Linked DNA regions of Mus musculus: region 1 is linked to region 2. The links are chromatin contacts, called in public HiChIP or PLAC-seq maps. All regions are on one chromosome and are shown on one strand. Each heading gives the region's core, a stretch centred on a gene start, on an enhancer-like site or on the middle of the called end of the contact. The rest is flanking DNA. Distances are from core to core; before and after follow the strand shown. Region 1 has its middle 16 kb from the start of Gm34222. Region 2 has its middle 24 kb from the start of D6Ertd527e.

Region 1 (6,768 bases), core at 3,703-6,202, 440 kb after region 2:
TCTCCTCTCCCACTCCTAAAGACCCCTTTCTCCTTCTAAACCATCCCCTCTCTTGCTTTCCAGCCCTGTAATGGTGGCACTGCTCTTGTGTATTTACAATTACATGACATTGTCACATCCAGAGGACAGCATTTCCTATGTCTCCTCCCCACCCTCAGACCCCTAAAATCTCTCTGTCCCTTTTCCCATGGGGTTCTTGCTGGGTCATCATTTAAATGTCTTGCTCAATCTCCAAACTTGGGAGAATTATTTTAATATTATTATTAATTTGTAATCTAATCACATTTTCAGAGAACATATTTCAGCTTTTTAAAATGTATTAAAACTTGCTTTATGGGCCAGGAAATAGTCTACTTGGACAAGTCTATTGAATGTGTATTTCGCATTTAGGCTTTTTGCCATAAACTTGTTCATAATAGTGTCTTCCTACTGTTAAAATATTTATTATTTAGGTCTGTCTTTTTTCCTTGCCTATTATAGTCCATTCTTCATGAGGGAACAGTTGTAAAGGCAACTTACTTTGGTCACTCTTTACTCAAAAAACATCCCAGTCACTTCTTAAATACTGAGAATAACATTTGAAATCCTTCAGTGGCCATCAAGATTCTGTGACATTTGGCCATCGTCCATGCTCTATGTTGTTCCTTTCTGTTTAGTCTCCACTCCTTTCCTGGCCTTCCACTCTCATTTCAGAGATTTTTTTTTTTTCTATTTCTTCAACATGGATTTTTTTTTTTTTTTTGGCCCAGATATCAACTTCAATTAAGATGCCCATTCACATGTCACCTCTTCAAAGACAACTTTGTCAATAATTTTAAAATGTCATTCTGTGTTGTTCGCTCCTTGTTATTTTTCCTCAAGTTGTACAGCATGTATGTGTATATACATGTCCATGTGTATACATATACACACATACACTCATCCTTTTATTCATGTGTACTTAGGAAGAAAAATTCCCTATCTCAACCAGAATATGAGCTCTGTGCTTTGTGTGGTTGTTTATCTCAAGATCTCCAGTGCTTAGGAGCGCTGCCTGCCTCAGAGTAAATATGAACTAGATAGATAAGTTGGATGTCTTTGAACTGGTGATATCCTGTATGAAAAGTGATTTTTTTTCTAAAAAATTTATAATTGTTTGTGCAACCTTGAGCAAATGTCTAGGTCCAAACCACATTTCCAAGAAAATGGGGCCTTTGGATTAATTAATTATTAAGGTCTCTTTCTATTTGCATATTATGTATGTGGACCTGAAAATTTTTATAGACACGTGTGGGGATTCCAGAAGCCCTGATGTGTAAGGAGTGGGTGAAGGGCTGAGTGAATATGTTATTACTTGACGTGGGCACTGCAGAGTCAAGGACCAAGGCCTTGGACCCACAGAGCAAAGCCTTTCCTTCAGATCAGGCTTAGAAGGATGCCAAAGCCTTTGTATGCAAAGGCTGATAATGTGGGCAAATGTAGCAGCCGCAGCTTCCTCCTCCTGGATGGAAGCATCCTGACGCTGCTGACCTACAGAGACCACCTACGGAGGCTACCTAAGCCTCCCCACTCTACTGTGCATGATTAAAGCACTGAAGTCCTACATTGTTTGTGCAGCTCCATCAGAGCACAGGGCCCGCCTGACTCCAGTGGTCTGGGCTTGTGTTGGTCATTTCTTCATGCCCTTGTCACCTCTAGCCTGCTCAAGTTCCAGCCACATGGATAGCAGTAGAAGTGCTTTTTGATTGAAGTGTTAACTAAGAATATCTACATAGCCCAAGGAGGAAGGGTGGGGTCTAGTCTCAAGGTGCCTCAGCAACAGTTGCTGGGGTGGAGTTCATATCCATGGAGAACTGATTCCTTGAAGTCACTGATACATCTGCAGTGGTGTTTGATTTTCTGGAGTGGAAATATCCATCATGTTGCTCAAGTGTCATGAATTTTTTTCTCTATTTATGGAAACTAGCTTATTAAAATAAGGTGTCTCTGTCAGGGGTTAGCTGCTATATGACATTTAGTCATTCTGCAGGTACAGCCAGCTGCTCTCCAGGTGAGGACTTTGGGGAAATGAAGAGTCGCGATCTCATGAGTTTCTGGGGCTCTAGGGCTCTTCTGCAAGAGTGAGGTCATGAGAAAAATATGTCCAATGTTATTCCACCAGGGCTCCCATGAGAAGGCTTTGAAAAGAGATTTGGTTGTAAATCAGAGAAACTTATCTCTTCTCTATGTTGTCTCCAACCAACTGTGTGGCTACCCTGGACACAGGCCTCCAATATGTAACAAAGGTCTATGCCCCCAGTTAGACATGTCATGTTGATACATGTGTCTCTGACCCTTTCTAAACCAACACGAATAACTGTTCTGCAACTTTTTTTTTAACAAAAGAATCAAGAAGGGAAAATTGGCAATAAAGTTTGGAAGTTGGAAACCAAATGGGCTTCACTGTCCAAGAAAGCTAAATCTCAGCAGTCGGTGTAGACAGCTGAGAAGTTGTGCTTGCACCATGGGATCCCCAGAGTGCCAAGATTCTGTTAAGCCCTGGATCTTTGGAAGTAGAGATGAGGTCGAAAACTGGAAGATGGATAACGCCTGAAGAAACAAAGAATTATTGATTCCAGATTCCCCCATCTCTAACGAGCTAGATGCCTGTTCTGACCTTCTTGTGAGAAAACTAGAAGGTTGGTTTTTGGAAATGATTAAGCCAAAGATTCTCCATCTGGGCCACAAACATCTAATGAGGGGAATATCACCATAAAACAGGGGATCACATGAAAGCTCTTGAGCTAAAGGCTGAGAAAGCAGAGGGGAGAGTGGAAAGCCTTCTGTGTGCAGGTGGCCAGCATAGGTGAGAGCACTGAAGGAGGATGCAAGCCTCAGAATGCAGCCCAGCTGAGGACCCTAGAGCCACACCCACAGCGTAGCTGCCTCCAAGATAGCATTGAGAAGCCCTTTCTTACGAATGAGCAAAGATGAAGAAGTCCCAGCATTTCAGAAAAGCATGTACTGCCACAGACAGACCAAAGAAAACAGGAAAGATGAGCAAAATCACATTCTCTGTGCACACCTGGGACCAGATGCTGTGTGTGTGACTGTACAAGTGTTTACGGAACCAGTCCTCACAAACCGCTTAAGTTAAAGCTACTGAGGTAAGCAGGTATTTGTCGGCCTATTGGCTTGTCTGAGACAAGATCTCACTGTGTTGTACAGGTTGGCTTCTAATTCACAAGTCTCCTGCCTTAGCCTTCAGAGTGCTGGGATAATGGGACTAGACCACCATGCTTGCAGAAATTAGGCATGTTATTAATTCCATTGAGAAAGAAGAAGAAATTGTCTTACAGCCACTAAGGAACTTGCCTAAAGTCACATTATAAGCAAAGAAGCTGTTATTCTAACTAGGCAATCTGACTTGGAACCATTCAGCCTGTCTTTGGGCTACTATTGCTATGAACACCATGACCAAAAACAAGTTGGGGAGGAAAGGGTTTATTCAGCTTATACTTCCTCATCCACAGTCCATCACTGAAGGAAGTCAGGACAGAAACTCAATAGGAAAGGAAGCTGGAGGCAGGAGCTGATGTAGAGGCCATGGAGGAGTGTTGTTTATTGGCTTGCTCAGTCTGTTTTCTTATAGAGCCCAGGACCACCTGCCCAGGAGTGGCATCACCTCCAAAGTGCTGTGCCCTCCTCTACTGACCACTAATTAAGAAAATACTCTATAGGTTTACCTACAGCCCAGTCTTATGGAGGTACTTTCCAGATTAGGGTTCCCTCTCCTCAGATGACTGTAGCTTGTCTCAAGTTGACATAAAATTATTCAGCACACAGCCTAAAATATAGTGACCAATAGATTAAATAAATCATACTAGTTATCAATAAAGGCCACTAAGAGAACTTCAAAAAGTAATACTCTCTTGCATAAGCTAAAATAAGGGGCTATGTCTACGAAACAAGAAAAATGTTACAAGACTCAATACTTAGAGAAACCCCAGTCTCAGCAACCAAGGCTCCGGGAACGCCTGTGAAAAAAACAAAGGGATGAAGGTTTTCCAGAAATGGAGTCTGAGCTTCACACCTCCCCCTACCAGGTTGGTATCCAGCTTGGTACACTTTGCCCCCTCTCCCATGCCAACTCACTGTTCTAAGATCAGTGAACACATAACGCCAAACACCAATTCAGAACTACAGCAGCCCTCAGCTTCTGAAGAAAAAACCATTCTCTTTCCTGAGGCCTGTGAGGCTCTAGATGGTCAGGTATGGGACCTCTCAACCCATCTCTTCCTAGTTCCAGCCACAGAGTTCTGTGCTGTGCCTCACCTCAGTTCCTTGGTCCTCTGTGCTCTGCAAGCTCCAACACTGGGAAAGACTGCTAGAGGCTTTACAGGGCTGGCTTCTCCATCTTCATCTCTAAGAAACCCCTACTGCCCCTGAATCCAAACCACCCCCAATTCCTTTCTGCCTCATTCCTCCAATGGCCACATGCTGGCCCTTCACCCCACCCCTTCGTAACACACACACACACACACACACACACACACACACACACACACACACACACGTTAGAGATTTCTGTCTGTGCATGCTCTTCTTTGGGTTATTTGATTGCTGTAGAATTCATGGAGCTGCAGGAAGACAACAAACTTGCCTTATTCATTGCTGAATTTTGAGTATTCCCTAATATACAGCAAACACTAAACAGATATTTGTTAGACTATCGCTGGGTGGTAACCATAAAGACCATTTTCATAGAAACTCTAGATGTTCTAATCTGCAAAATAATAAAGTAGCAGTTTGTGTGAAGTGAAGGAAATTGGTTTCATAGTGTTTGTTCCGCCCACAGGCCCTGGAGTGACTGAGAGGGGATGATCTGGGCTCTCAAATCCCCACAACCCCACCCACCCACAGTTCCTTAAGCACTAGAGGGAGTAACACAGCACTGAGCTGTCTTGAATGTGTAAACAAATCCAAGGCTTGAAGTCGGCTAGAACATAACACCCACACCAGGACAACCCAGAGGGAGGGGCCTGCTCACCCACAAGAGCCACATCCAGGCCAGCAAAGTGAGTCCTGACCAAGGGCTTAGGGAAAACACTATGGAGGCAGCAAGGTCCCCAAGCAGGCCTACCTCTCCAAGTCCTGAGGACCACAGCTTGGAGCAGGGATGTTTTGAAACCATGTAAGAGGGTTTTCTGAGAAAAGCAATTTGACTGTGGCTCTTAAGGACTATCTCCGCTACAGAGAGGGATAAAGGAGAACAAGGAGAAACCCTGTGATAATCCAAATAACTCGTCTCGTCACGAATGATCACCTCACTCCCCAAAAATGCCTTGCCCCAGTGAGAGGCCTGTGTCCTCAGCACAACAGAGCAAGACTCGCCAGGGAGTCCAGCTGTTAGCCCAAAGCAGAGGGAGGCTAAATGAGGAGCAGCAAACCTATCCGTCAAGTCTGGAAGTGGAGCTGAAGTTGGGGAAATTTAACCTCTCAGAGCTATCCCAAAGCAACAGGCCTGAGGGAGTTCTGTCCTCAGAGCTGGAGGTCAGAAGTCCAGAGCCACCACACTGCAGCACAGTAGAGTGGGCCACGCCTTCTGAAGGCTGTGCAGGGAGAGCAGTTGGCCTGATGTCTTGAGCATCCAGTGCCTTGTGTGTGATGCCTTTCCCAGGGTCAAAGCTCATCCCTCCAACCTCTGATTCCAGACTCACATCACAACCACCTAAAATCACACATAGCTCACCTTCCATTTGCAAGGGGGTGTCTGATGCTCATTGGGTAAACGTCCCTATCTAGACTCCATGATAGCTAATGCAATTGTACTGGCCACGTGAGGCAGCATTCACAGGTCCCTGGAATTTAGAACTAAATATCCCAGGGCCAGGGTTTTACCCATCACAAGGTAAAGAGTAATGTGGTGTGTGTGTGTGTGTGTGTGTGTATACACGTGCACATGAATAGAATACTCTCATGAAGAAGGTATCAGTGTCTGACTGCTGATTCTTCAGACCAAATGGATGTGTATTTCTCAGGGCAATCCTCTCTTCTTAGTCAGACTGGGTGCTTACATGGACTGTAAAAAATATAGAAGACAATAGATGTTAATATTTAGTAGATATTTGTATATACATCCGCCCAAACATTAACTAAAAGTTCACATTATCAAGGTCATGCACTAGGGTCAGTTCCTCCTTAATTCATGTCCTGAGGGGTTTTATGTGCTCCACTGGTAAAGGATGGACAATTCTCAGATTTGAAAAACTTCAGTAACGTGCTGTGGATGAGGAAAAGATGAGGTACCCTGCCAAGCACAGCGTGTGTGACCCGATCCTAGAGGAAGCAGACACAAGGTGGCTCTAGAGGAAGAGCCTCCTGTGAAGGACCACAACCCACAGGCTGCTGCTTGTCAGAAGCAGTGGGTGAAGGCCAAGCACTCATTTCTCAGAAACCTCAGTAACTCATGAAATGTGGATGGGGTGTCCCACCTTCCTGTTCCACTATGGACCTGTGAGAGTTAAGTACATGTGATAGCAATCAATGCCTGCTCATTTTTGAGGTTAATACAGGATGATAGTGATATGCCTGCACGGTTTTGTGATGTGTAAGACTTGTTATCATGTGTACAATGAATGCTTCCTTTACCATTTATCTGAACATATAATGCTCTTCTTGTAGCCTCTTTTAACCTGGAGTGAGGTTTGTTCTGCAAACTTCCAGTTTGAAGGCCTTTAGACTTTTTTTTTCTCTTGATGATTACAAAAGTACAGAGTGTCACTGAAAGGCAAATGGTTGTTCTTATTC
Region 2 (6,736 bases), core at 456-2,955:
AGCTGCTGGGTTGTGTAATGTGGTAGCTGCGGGCCACATGTGGTGCTTGAGTCTGTGAAGTGCATCTATCCAGCACTGAGACACTGTAACATAAAGCACCCGGCAGGCTTTGAAGATTTAATAGAAAATAATTAAACGACCACTTTTAAATTTATTTCAAAAATATTGATTATGTACTGACTCAAGTAAACCAATTTTACTATGGTTTTAGTTTTTCGAACGTTGGTTTGTAATTCAAGTTAGGTTGTTCGTAATGAACAACAAAGGGAAAGAGATGGGCAGCACACGCACAGGGGACCTCGCTGATGCAGGGGAGTTCCAGAGCTAGGAGTCTTTCGGAACATTCCGAAATTGAGGCAAGGGGGAGGTCTTTGCGCCACTCTACCCGGCTAGGCTGTGGTTTTGTCCGACTTACTGGAAGGGAGTGTAACTAAGGAGCTCTCTGTGGCAGGAACTCAGCCAGGAGCCATTCATTAGTGGTGATAGTCCCAGCAGCTTGGGCACAAGGTTCTAGCCTTGTAGAGGGGTTCGGAGCAGAGAGCAGCCTTTGGTGTCATGCTGTCAGAGCGGAGTATTCTATCCTGCTGGTTCTAATTTGTCTCATTTCCTGGGAACTTACATGAGCTGTAACTAACTGGTGAACTGCATTAAGCTGTTGTTACTGTAGCTGATACTGAGGCTTGAGGTGGATCCTGGTCACCTCCATCTTCTGCTAGCTTCTCACTTTCAGCCAGCATCCCTGACTTGTCTGGATAGCAGTCAGATGGACCAATCAGATCCTTATCCCTGTAGGGTCTGAGGTTGGGTGGCCTTTCTTGTCCATTTGTTATAAACCTGGAGCTCCGAGGAACTGGGATGGGTCCCATGAGGCCCCCGTGTTGAACCTGCTCCACTGTTTCCTGGTACTTGGTAGCAGTACCCCACAGGCGCTCCAGTGTTTGGACTTAGGATTTACCACAGCCTTTTCAGCGTCTCAGGCTTTTCTCCCTGACCCCAGAGCTCTACTTTTGGGTTCCCTGCCTCTGAAACTCCACTGTGTCTGTCATACTATGATGTCTTCAGACTGATGGATTTTTTTGGTCACCATAGATAGTCATGTAAGCAGAGACCTTAAGCCCCTGACCTATCTGCATCTATAGAGATATCTCTATAGATGCAGATATGCATGCACGTGGACTCTGTCCTTCTGGAGAATTCTAGGATGCAGGGCTGAGGGTTGGGGGAGGGGAAGAGGGTTTAATAGGTGAATCATTTAGGTGCTTAGGACAATGCCTCGATTCCATCTGCCACTATGTGGCTCCTGGCGGATGCATATACACAACAGAGCATTGGTGTTCCACAGAACTGTAGAAAGCGGGGCAGACTCTGTGGACATTAGTATCTGGTAAGGCATCAAAAGCAAGTTCAGGATAATAGACACACCAGGCTCATGGGGCTGTTAACAGCAGGGCCAGTTGAGGCGAGGTCAGGCGCCGCTCTCTCTGTTTTCTTAATCTTCTGTATATCAGCAAATGTTCAGAATTAAGTTTAGTTAATTAAAAGAGAAACAGAGAGCAAGTGAGCATTAATGTCCACAAGCAGTCACATGACTGAACTTAACAGCAGCCGAAGAGAGGGTCCTTTCTGGCAGGTGTGCACATGTACATGCTCGTACAGCAGCTGGACTCCTGACTGAGGCAGACATGCTGCGTGCTCCACCCGTTATGGGATAGCAGAGATCCGGTCCCGTGACAGGATGCTAAGTAAACAAATGAGGTAAAAATAGAGCTGGCTCTTCTAATGAAGGCCAGGGCTGGCATTCCCTGCTGCTGTCCTACTCTGCATTCCTTGCATTTGTTTTTATTTTTCTTTCCAAGTGAAAAGCAGAAAGGGACTTTGACCCAGTTGACATGGAGTGTATGTATGTACACATTGAGAAGTGACCCAGAGAGGACAGAGTGAATGAGCTGTCAGAAGGAGCCATCCAATACCACCTAGGGAGAGCCCACACTGGGGAATACTTGAATATTTGCTTGAAGGGCATGGGGAAGTGGAACTGAGATCTTAATTACTGGTGTGTGCTCTCCCCCTCTCCTCTCCCCACACCGCTCTCCCCTCCCCCTTGCTTCCCCACTCTCTGTGCATCCACAGTTGTGTATCTGTGTGTAGAGAGCGCAGGTTATAGGTGTCTTCCCTGGTCACTCTCCACCTTATTTTAAAAATTACACTATTACTTACAGGTGTGTGGGTGTGCACAGCACAGCCTCTGCGCAAAAGCTGGAGGACAACCGCTTTCTTTCAGGAGTCATTTTGTTTCCTCCACTCTGTGAGTCCCAGGGATCGAACTCAGACTGTCTGGGTTGGTGGCAAGTGCCTTCACACTGAGCAACATCACTGGCTCACCCATGTTATCTTTGAGACAACGTCTCTTATTGATCCCACATTCATCAGTTCAGCTAACCAGGCTGGCTGTGACCTTTGACCTCCACTTCTCCAGATCCTGGATTAAATCCTGGGTCCAGATTTTATGTGGGGGCTGGGAATTCTAACTCAAGGCTCCATGCTTACATGAGAAGTACTTTCTGGCTGCTTGTTTGCTTTTATGTTTGTTTTTTCTTGAGACAGAGTCTCACTATGTTGCCCTGGCTAGCCAGAACCAGGAACTTGCAGAGATTCCCCTGCCTCTGCTGAGACCAAAAGCAAATGCCACCATACCTGGTGACCTAAGTTCCTCAAAGGAAATCCTATCCAAGACGTAGTTTTCATATCTATTGCTAGTTTTCTTGAATGCTTGGGAATGAGATTCCTTGGAAACGAGGTTCCTTGTTTACATTTATCTGCACAACCGACATTGGTTGGCTGGTAACTCTGTGACCCGCAGTGCGTGTATGGATTATTGGTGACTGGGATGCACTGATGGTCTACAACTGAGGGACACAGAGCAGCAGCAGGACCCTGCCTCCTCTGAAATCCCATTTTCAGCCACAAACAGGGCAATTCTTCTTTCCCCTTTCTTGCTCAGCCTGCCTGTTTGGCAAGATGGTGAGACCCTGCATCAACAGGCTGGTTGGCCAATGGACACAGTTATTGTTAATGAGAAGAAAACTTCTTTTGCAGTAGAGTGAAAACATCTGGAATTCCCCATACAACAGAGATGGTGGTCCACTTTATCTCTAATCCCCATGTGATCATAGCACGGACCCAGATGGAAACAGCCCTAGTCATGGCTGAGAATAGCTCCTTGTACCAATGCATGTCTGGAGGGAAGAAGACAATCTAGGGGTCAGGATTAGGAAGAATTGTTTGAAGTGAGAAAGAAATCTTGCTGGAGAGATAACTGTGGCTTGTACCATTCCTCTGCAAGGAAATTTCTCCATTGGATGCCTGGAATCCATAGACTTTGCAGTCACTGGGAACCTGGGAATGGAACCCAGTGGAGCCCAGGCAGAAGCCAGTCTCCAGACAATGGATCCTGGAATGGTTTTGTTTTTGGAACACTCAGGATTTGCCTAAAATCCTACATGATAGCATGGCTGGAAAGATAAGACATCATTGACTTCAGTTTTCCTTTCTTTCTTTCTTTCTTTCTTTCTTTCTTTCTTTCTTTCTTTCTTCTCTTTCTTTCTTCTCTCTCTCTCTCTCTCTCTCTCTCTCTCTCTCTCTCTTTCTCTTTCTTAAGATTTTATTTCTAGGACATCTTTGTCGGATACGTGCCTGCAGGTATGTATGTGTGTGAAATATGCACTTGCCCAAGGATTCCAGGAGGGTGCATCGATTAGATTACCCCTGGCAATGGAGTTAGTGAGCTGCCTGGCATGGGTTTTGGAACAAAGCTCTGGTCCTCTGCAAGAGCAGGAAGCTACCACGCTAGTCCACAATCTTACGGAATTTATTGGTATCCTGCAAGCAAAACAAAGACTAAAGCTAGGCAAAAAGCCACAAACTGTGAACCCTGCAGAGGTGAGTGTCTCCTACAGAGAGGCGTGCCAATATGCTTGTATCTAAAAGACTGTGAAGCGGGGAGGTCGGGCTGTGGTTCTCTCAGGGTGGTGAATGGTTTGGGGCAGGCTGAAGCCTGGGTGGCTGACAGGTCCCTCATCTTAGGACTTTTATGAAGAAATCATGCTTTCTGCATTTGTGATATACACAGCTAACAGGTCCCATGCTTTAAAAATATCTTGCAAAAATGCAAATGGTTTCACGAGGGAAAAGGCCTTTCACGAGTTCGTCCCACTTTAATGTTTGAAGTTAATTCCCCTCTGAGGATGTGTTGGAAGTCCTGACTGCGTAGCTGATTGGACACCTTTCAAAAGAGCTTCTCCCCTGGCTGGCAAAGTTCTGTGGACTGCTGCCACCACTTTACCAGAACACCACGCAGTGGTACTTGAAACAGATGAAAAAGATGTTGCAATTTTGACTTCCAAGTATTAAAATAACATGTCCTACCAAGCAGAGAAGACAACACCTCTAATTCCGCAGCTACAGGAGCTGTGAGGGAGCGGGCGAGCTGGAAGGTCACGAGGGCTGGAAGCACAAAGTTCCTTAGATGTGGTTAGTTTGGGCGTGAGCTGGGTACCAATGCTTATGGAGCAATCATCAAAATAAAACCCAAGTACTTCATGTACACCAGCCCTGCCTGGCACACAGGGTAGCTTGAGTGATAAATGGCCCTCACGGGGCCATGTGTTTGAATACTTGGTGCCTAGCTGGTGGTACTGTTTGGGGAGTTTTAGAACCGCCAGCTTTGCTGGAGGAAGTATAACCCTGGGGGCCAGCTTTGAGGTTTTGTAGCCTGGCCCTACTTCCAGTTCCCACTGTTTACTGCCTGTGTGTAGATGCATCCGGGCTAGCCTCACAATACTGCCACCATGCCTTCCCCACGTGATAGACTGCATGGCCTATGGAACTGTGAGCCTAAAGAACCCCGTCTCCCCTAGGTGACTTTTTTGTCTGGGTAATTCTATCACGGCAACAGAAAATATAATATATATTTTATATTATAATGTATATATTATAGTATTCTATTTTTTAATACCCGAGTATGAATATTTCAAAAGGCAGTGTGCTGACTTTTTTTTTTAAATCAATTTGACACAAGCTATAGGGAATCTCAACTGAGAACATGCTTGCATAGATATGTCTGTAGGCAAGTCTGTGGGGCATTTGCTTGATTAATGATTGACTGGGAAGCCTCAGGCATAGGGTAGAAGAGCCACCCCTCCGCAGGTGGTTCTGGACAGTATGAGAAAGCACTATGATGAGGGGACACTTAGTAAGCCAGTAAAAATCATACACACACAGCAACCCCATGGCCTCTGTTTCAGTTCCTGCTTCTAGGTTCCTGCCCTGACTTCCTCTGATATGGAAGTTTAAAGTGAGATAAACCCGTTCCTCCCCAAGTTGCTTTCGGTCAGGGTGTTTCATCGCAGCAAATTAAACCTTAAGCAAGACGGATTTAACTGAAGGCAGAAGACGGGATTTAGTGGCGAGCACCCAAGGAACTCAAGCTCCTGTCCACAGTCAGCAGCGGGCCTACTGATGACATCTCTGCGTACTCAGCCCAGTGCACAGTGACACTCCTCAGAGCACTGGAAGTGATTTCAGGAGATAGTTGACAAGCCATGCAAGTAGAATGCAAATATCTTAAGTTCTTTCTACCATATAGAAAACATGTTTCCATTTAAGAAAGAGCTGTTCTCCTGCCTTTATGTTTATGTGTGTATATGAGCATGTGAGTGCAGTGCTTTCAGAGGCCATAAGAGGGCGCTGGATCCCACTAGAGCTGGAGTCACAGATGCTTGTGGGTCTCCTGAGGTGGGTGCTAGGAACAGAACTCAGATGCTCTGGAAGAGCAGCAGGGGCTCTTAACTGCTGACCATTCCTCCAGCTCCATTTTCCCAGTATAAGACAATTGCAATCAATGGTGGTGTAAGGAATGAGGGAGGATTCCAGCTTTTCTGTTTTCCTTTCAAATTCCTGTTAATTATCTCAGATTATGTATTAAGGATGTAACTGAAAAATGTGTACATACTCAAAGTATACATCCTTAAAGTGAATATTAATGAAAATTTGGAACAAATGTTGGCCTGATTGTGTTAACAGATCTTGTTATTCTGCTTAAGATGAATCTAGTCCTAATGAAGTCTTATGAAGTAAACCAGGGAACTAGTACGAGTCTGTTTCCCTAAATGCAAGCAGCTGCCCTGGGAGGTTAGGAGGGAAAGCTCTGGGACCACAAAGAGACACCATAAAAACAGTGTCATATTCTGCAATAGACTGAGCTCTCCACAGTGATTCCTGGACAGCAGCTCTCAGAGAAGAACCCATGTCCCTTCTGCCTCAGCAGCCAGAACAGTCTTCACTGGTTATACGCGGGGCCGTGAAAGGCAGCCTCCTTTGGCTGAGCGAGGCTTGCTCCAGAGACCCAGTAGGAAAGTTTACAAGGGACGGAACAGTGAGCCATGTTCCCAGAGACAGGTGCCTGACACCGCAGAGCCCCCAACTTCATAATTCTGTGATTATCAGTCAGGCAGACAAAGCCCCAAGCTCCTGGCATTCTAGTGAGACTCCATCCTCACAGTTACCTGACAATAGCCAGGTATGCTCCTCCCCACAGCTACCCAGAAACTGCAGGATAGCCCAGCTCACTATAAAAGGGGCTGCTTGGCCCCTCCTCTCTCTCTTAAGCTCTTACCTTTCTTACTCTCATCTCTAGCTCTCCTTTTCTTCCTTCCTTCCCCCTTCTCTTTATGTGGCC

What was found. HiChIP or PLAC-seq counts read pairs in DNA pulled down with a chosen protein or histone mark.
Region 1: a contact with region 2 is called in a FOXA1 HiChIP or PLAC-seq map of pancreatic cancer cells. The contact joins two enhancer-like sites. A contact is called at or near these places in 1 of 115 datasets of contacts at active chromatin or transcription factors (pancreatic cancer cells) and 1 of 9 other capture datasets (embryonic stem cells).

What each region holds. Positions count from the first base shown.
Region 1 is chr6:87,562,914-87,569,681 of GRCm38.p6, forward strand. No RefSeq gene overlaps it. Among named protein-coding and RNA genes, the nearest start is that of Gm34222, 16 kb to the right of the region's middle. Within about 2 kb of position 4,953, at least 36 of the 459 cell types and tissues checked have an H3K27ac peak or open chromatin away from gene starts, as enhancers often do. A contact at or near this core is called in pancreatic cancer cells, where this site is marked.
Region 2 is chr6:87,125,531-87,132,266 of GRCm38.p6, forward strand. No RefSeq gene overlaps it. Among named protein-coding and RNA genes, the nearest start is that of D6Ertd527e, 24 kb to the left of the region's middle. Within about 2 kb of position 1,706, at least 35 of the 459 cell types and tissues checked have an H3K27ac peak or open chromatin away from gene starts, as enhancers often do. A contact at or near this core is called in pancreatic cancer cells, where this site is marked.